Regions from separate parts of the Sus scrofa genome. Here region 2 is linked to region 1. The links are chromatin contacts, called in public Hi-C maps. All regions are on one chromosome and are shown on one strand. The core of a region is the stretch at or near the end of the contact, and the rest is flanking DNA. Distances in the headings are between cores, read along the strand shown.

Region 1 (3,279 bases), core at 583-3,082:
ATTCACAAGACAATCCATGACACATAACTTGGGCCAGTGCCTGTTACATAGCCATGCTACTTATGCAGCTAAGTATGAGTGCAACTCTTTTTCTGCCTAGTGCTTATCAGTGATCCCTGCCTAGTAAATGCCCAGGAGATGTTTGTTATTGACAGTGATGAAGATGGTACAATGTTTCAAAACTGAGTTATAAAAGGAGATCTTGAGACAGGATTAAGATGGTGGAATAGAAGGACTGGAGCTCAACTTCTCTCCTAAAAACAACAAAATTCACAACTAGAGACTGAGCACACTTCACCAAAATAGACCAGAAACCTTAAAAAAGATACCCTACTCCAGAAGAAAAAGAGGAGGCCACATCAAGAGGTAGGAGGGGCGATTTCGTGATATAAACAACCCCATACCTCCTGGGTGGGAAGCTCCACAGACTGGAAACTAACCGGTTCTCAGAGACTCACCTACAGGAGTGAGAGTTCTGAGCCACACATCAAACTCTCACGTGTGGGGAACTGGCACCGGGAGAAAGAGCCCCGGAGCATCTGGCATTGAAGGCCAGTGGGGCTCATGCGCAGGAGCTCCACGGGGGAAACGGAGACCCCATTCTTAAAAGGCACACACAGACTTTCACGTGCACTGAGTCCCAGGGCAAAGCAAAGTCTCCAAGGGAATATGGGTCAAACCTGACCACAGTTCTTGGAGGACATCCTAGGAAAATAGGGGTGAATGTGGCTTATTGTGAGGGAAGGACATTGAAGGCAAAGCTCTCGGGAATATTCAGCAGCCATGCCTTTCTCTGGAGGTGGCCATTTTGGGAAAATCTGGCCTCATCCATCAGTCAGCTGCTGAGAAGCCCCAAGGCAAACAACAACCCAGGTAGGATCACAACCCCACCCCTCAGTAAATAGGCTACCTAAAACCCCTCAGACACACAGCTGCCTCTAATCCCATCCAGAGACTAAGCCGCACCCACCAGAGGGATTAGAATTGGCTCCACCTACCAGGGGGCACGCATCAGCCCCTCCCATCAGGAAGCCTACAGCAAGCCCCCCATACTGACTTCAGCCACAGGGGGGCAGACATCAGAAGTAAGAGAGGCTACAACTCTATTACCTGTAAAAAGGTCACCAAACCAAAAACCTATACAAATAAAAAGGAAGAGAACTATAACTCAGATGAGGGAGAAAGGAAAAACCCCAGAAAGTTAGCTAAGCGATGAGGAGATTCTCAGCCTCCAGGAAAAAGATTTTAGACTGTCCATGCTGAAGATGATGCAAGACATTGGAAATAAACTGGAAGCAAAGATGGATAACTTACAGGAAACACTGAGCAAAGAGATACAAGATATAAAACTTAAACAAGAAGAGATACAAAATAAAATAACTAGAAGCAGCTAACAGCAGAATACAGGAGGCAGAAGAAGGAATAAGCGAGGTGGCGGACAGATTAGTGGAAATTACGGATGCAGAACAGAAAAGAGAAAAAAGATTAAAAACAAATGAAGAGAGTCTCAGAGACCTCTGGGACAACGTGAAACACACCAACATCCATTTATAGGGGTGCCAGAAGGAGAAGAGAGAGAGAAGGGGACAGAAAAGGAGACCTTCTGCAAAGATCAGCTCACATCTGTTAAAACAAAGTCTAGATCAGGCAAAACCCCTGCATGACACTAGCACGAATATGCACTGGAACTCCTGTGAGCCGTGTACAGAATTGTGCTTTAGGGGAGCGAGTTTAATCCATGGCTTGTGGTATCGGCCTTATGGGCTCTTTAAGAGAATTAGGAAAAGGTGCCCTCTTCTGGGAAGAGGCAGCCCTGCAGAGCTACCCTTTAGCTATGGATTGTCATCATGTTGAACAAAAAGGGTACCTTCTCCTGGTGGGGTCAGGCTCCTGCCACAGCCCAACACAGGAGGCTTGGCAAGTGGAATGTCAGTTGGATTTTGCCCCTACCGGTTCCCACTGCTGGGAAATCTCACAAGTACAGGAACCATACATACCTTACACAGCAACCTTAGTGAATACCACCAATTGTATAAATACAAACAGAACAAACCAGGGTTTTGCAGTGCTTTATACAAGCATCCCAAAGCCATAGCGATTATCTTAAAAGTTTGCACGGAGACGTATATAGTTCAGTCCCAAACATTACACTACTTTTTGATTCTTCTCACTTGCTTTTTAGTTAAAGAGAAGACCTGGTTTGAGTTTTCAGTAAGAAATAGATAATAGCAAGTCTGCGAATAGGCAAGTCTCATGACTACATCTGGTACCCAAAAGGGGATAAAACTTTCACTGGAACGTACAATTGAAGGTCACTACCCACTCAGGTACAATTTTCAATAAGTTGTCTTTAAAGAAAATTGAACAAATTGGTCATTTTCTGTGTCTCACAAAGCCAGGTGGTGGTGAGAATTCAACATGACAATGTACAGAAAAGTGCTTTTAAATTCTAAAGACTTACATAAATGTCAGTCACTTGAATCTGCCAGCTAGCCAGTGTCAAGCTTAGCAAGAAACCATGAGTAGCATTCCTGATTAGGGTAGGGAAAGGAAAATACCAGAATGCTTTCTACTCTCATTATTATACAACACTGTTAAAAAAAAGTAGTATCATACACACTACTATATAAAAAATAGATAACTAACAAGGACCTACTCTAAAGCACAGGGAGGTCTACTCTATATTTTGTAATAACCTACATGGGAAAAAAATGGATATACTTTATATATAACTGATTCACTTTGTTGTAAACCTGAAACTAACACAACATTGTAAATCACCTATACACCAATAATTTTTTAAAAGAAAGTACTATCAATCCAGCAAAAGAAATAAAATAGAGTCATAAAAAAATTGGAAGACAAAGGTAAAGTCAACATATTTATGGAGGCTGAGTTAACTGTGTAACTGGAAAACCCAGGAGAGGCCATGCGAAAACTTAATAAGTAATAGAAGAATTCAACAGGTGGGCTAGGTACAAAATTAATACATGGAAATCATAGACTTCATATATGCAGTCAGTAAAGTGAACACTGGAAAGATCCTATGTATAACAGCTAAAAGTAAATAAAAAAGAAGAAATACAAATCCACATAAAGAAATTTTTTATTTTAAACAAGTCAAATGGAGGAACTCAAACAAAATCTAAACAAATATCTAGCTCTTGGAAGGGAATACTCATCATTTATAAAGATGTCACTCTTCTCTAAATTAATGCATAGGTTTAAAGCAATCTCAATGAACCTATCGCTTATATTTCACTCTAGCAGTAGAAGACT
Region 2 (3,469 bases), core at 250-2,749, 140 kb before region 1:
AGATCTAATCTGAGCTGCAGCTGCCCACCTACGCAATAGCCACGGGATCCTTAATCCACTGGGTGAGGCCAGTGATCTAATCTACATCTTCACAGAGAAGTTAGGTTCTTAGCCCTCTGAGCCACAACTGGAACTCCCAGACCCACAACTTTAAATGCCACTTCTATGCTTATGATTCCTTAATTCACATCTCCATCCTGAACCTCTTTCCTGAACTCTACGCTTGTACTCAACTGCCCATTTGACATAGGCACTACAGTGTTTCCTAAACCATGTGTAACAAAAGATTAGTTCTTTTCCAATCCATTGCAGACCAAATACTGTGATAGAAAAAAACTTTGATAAACAATTAAGATCCTGCCACAATGTCAAATTGCTAGGTTTTTGGTTTTTTTAATGTTTCGTTTTACTTCCTGTATTTACCTCATCAGAGACAAGTAACAGTCCAAGGAAGGAATCACAGCTGGAGCAAGATTAGGCTAAGTGGCTTCTTAGATCAACGTACCCAAAACTGAACTCCTGCTCTTCCTTCTGAACCCTGCTTCAATTTCAGCCTTCCTTATCTCCGCTGATGGAACATCCTTCTGCTTGTTGAAATAAAAAACCTTGGAATAATCCTTGTCTCTTCTTTTACTGTCGGCCCACATTCAATCCTTCAGTAAATCCTACTGGCTCCACCTTGAAAAAGAACGTGACCACTTTTTGGCACTGTTACTAAGCCTGGCTTGTGCCACTAACGTGTGGAGCCTAGATTGTTGCAATAACCTTCAAATAGATTCTTAGCTTGTATCCTCCACCAACCCCCATCTCTAAACAGTCTATTCAGCAGTCAGAGTGCTCCTTTTAACACCCAAGTGAGATTAGTTACTCTTTGGTTCAAAACCTTCCAGTCGGTCCTTACTTTGCTTTGCTCGGTAAATAAAACTCTTACAATAGTCTACCACGCCCAATGTGATTCATCTCATTACCTCTCTGACTTCCTTCCTAATAAGTCTTCCCGAGACAGAGGTGGGCGGGAAGGTGAAGGTGGGAATAAGGGTAGACTGAAAACGGGAGGGTAGGAGTTCCAAGAAAACTACAGCAAGTGGTGGCCAGAATCACAACCCTGGTTCGTGTTTCACCGAGACATCTTCTAGTCCAAGGACCCAGCTTCCTATCCGACTCAGCTTCACTAAATCCGACCTCCTTCTGCCAGCGTAATGAAGCTACAAGACCTTGAACTCACCTGGGGCGCCTTGGAGAAACTCGACATGTTTCCCCAGCAGCAAGACCTTCCCTTTCTCAAGATCCAAGATGTGTCCCGCCGCATCACGGGCTCGGCAGGAAACGCATAGAGCTGAGCATGTCAGTTCCTAGGCCAGCCAACACTCATCTACTTCTCCGCTTTTCTTGCATCGCTTCCAATCTTCCTACAGTAGCAATTCCGCTATGAAGGGAGGAAATGATGCACTTCTTTACAGAATAATCCCCAAAAATAGTTTGCTTGCTGGAAGCTTGCTGGAAAAGCTGCGGAAAATCGGTGGAGAACGCAGTTTCCAGCCGACCTAAGTAGAAGGGAACCGGAAGTGCATCTTTTGCGCGGGACTGTTTGGATTTGGGAGCGGAGACGTGAAACAGGGGCTCAGCTCTGAGAGATGGATCGGTACCTACTTCTTGTGATCTGGGGGGAAGAAAAAGTCCAGTCCGCCGCGGGAGCGGAGGCGGAGCACGAGCCAGGGGTTTCGTCTGTTGTGTGTACCGAGAAGCAGCCGGGTAAGCTCAGGGCTGAGAAAGAGCGGGAACGGTTTTCAGGGAGGAGAAAAAAAAATTGTGATCAAGTTTTGCTGGGGAGGGACATGTATCGAGTTGTCCTAAGAAGGTGTCACTCTATCTGGGATCGACCTGGTAAAGGCTAAAAAAAAAAAAAAAAAAAAAAAAAAAAAACTATCTTCGTGGAAAAATAGGGGCAGATTTGTGGATGCAAGATTCCAGCGCTCCAAAGTTCCCGACACATTAAAAATCTGAGTAAATTCTCTGTGCCGTGGAAATGGAATTTCTGACCTTTGGACAGATATGCATTCAATAAGCAGTTCTGCCTCCTGTGTTCCAAATGCAGGTAATACCTAAGAACGAGATGGAAAAGATCTTACTTTGCTAGAATTTACATCTTAATGGGAAGAGACATTCCGCATAAACTAAGTTAAAAAGCAAATGATAAATTTAAAACAATTCTGATCGCTTGAGATTGCACTGGTTTTTGGTGTTCTTGTCTAGGATCTGCATTTTATTTAGTTTGTTTTGATAGAGTGTCATTTTGAGGAGGAAGTGTATGTGTGGTTGTGTACAGAGTATTGTAACAGGATTTCTCTTTTCCATGTAAAATTATTCTTTGGGGGGAATTTTGGATTTGTGTTAACTGGCAAGCATGTGCAAACCGGGAACTTTACTTGTTTTAACCTTGCTAGCTTTAGATTTAGCATACCAAAATTTGAACAGTGTATAGTTCTTTTATGTACAACATATTGTGCTTAAGAGCCTCTTAGAAAAGGTCTAGATTACATAACTCTTGACTCTGTTAGTTTGCTATTTCTTTTTCAGACTTAAGGGCAGCAAATGTTTATCACCTCCTGAAAAGAAGCATTAGTGCTTCGATTAATCCAGAAGATAGTACTTTCCCTGGTAAGTGTAACATAAATCCCTCTTTTATGGCACAGCATTTGTATTGGAAATACATTTAATTAACTTGGTCACATGGAAATCCAAGGAACACTTGTTGACTGTACACATCACTGATAATAGGGAGGTAGGGAAAGAAATACAAAATGGAAAAGACAGTATCCCTTTCCTCCTGATGCTTGGATGTCAGAAAGTAGTCTTGAAAATTATTTTAGTTTCTCGGTTTGAGTTTTGTTCCCTTTATGAGATTGTCTTGCCCATCGTGAGCTTTTTATTAGATAATGTGGCCTTATAAGGAGGATTTACGATATCCTGAGTACAAATATGATAGTAATGCTCTTACACCCATTTCCTTAACTTTTTTCCCCACCCTTACCTCTTATTGATTTTCTTAAAAGCACTTCTTTTTTTTTTTTTTTTTTTTGTCTTTTTTTAGGGCCATACCCTCGGCATATGGAGGTTCCCAGGCTAGGGGTCAAGTTGGCTGTAGCTGCTGGCCTACACCACAGCCACAGCAACTCAGGATCTGAGCCGAGTCTGTGGCAACGTCAGATCCTTAACCCACTGAGCAAGGCCACAGATTGAACTTGTGTCCTCATGAATGCTAGTCAGATTTGTTTCTGCTGAGCCACGATGGGAACTCCACTTTGTAATGGTTAAACACAGTAATCTTTTCTCCATTCTTACCTGCTTTAACTTTTTAAGTGTTTGAAATTTTTTTTGGCAGAGGGGCTGCACCCCTGGCATGCAGAAGTTTCCCTGGCTACAGCAATGACAATGCCAGATCCTTAACCCACAGAGCCACCGGGGAACT

Evidence for each region. Hi-C and Micro-C count contacts between places; a contact is called where the count stands out from the background.
Region 2: a Hi-C map of liver shows a contact between it and region 1, with 2.0 times the contacts expected there. The contact joins the promoter of MTBP here to the enhancer-like site in region 1. A contact is called at or near these places in 1 of 5 promoter capture datasets (liver), 22 of 47 Hi-C or Micro-C datasets (adipocytes, alveolar macrophages, blood and 13 more) and 1 of 2 datasets of contacts at active chromatin or transcription factors (skeletal muscle).

Annotation. Positions count from the first base shown.
Region 1 is chr4:18,464,929-18,468,207 of Sscrofa11.1, reverse strand. The region is part of intron 4 of SNTB1 (beta-1-syntrophin); the gene reads right to left. Among named protein-coding and RNA genes, the nearest start is that of MTBP, 140 kb to the left of the region's middle. Within about 2 kb of position 1,832, at least 2 of the 83 cell types and tissues checked have an H3K27ac peak or open chromatin away from gene starts, as enhancers often do. A contact at or near this core is called in liver, where this site is marked.
Region 2 is chr4:18,606,732-18,610,200 of Sscrofa11.1, reverse strand. It overlaps MTBP (mdm2-binding protein), which reads left to right and starts at 1,499. Exons shown (of 22, transcript XM_021088982.1): 1 at 1,499-1,752; 2 at 2,578-2,658. The coding sequence starts at 1,635. It overlaps MRPL13 (mitochondrial ribosomal protein L13), which reads right to left and starts at 1,282. Exons shown (of 7, transcript NM_001243415.1): 1 at 1,226-1,282. The coding sequence starts at 1,252.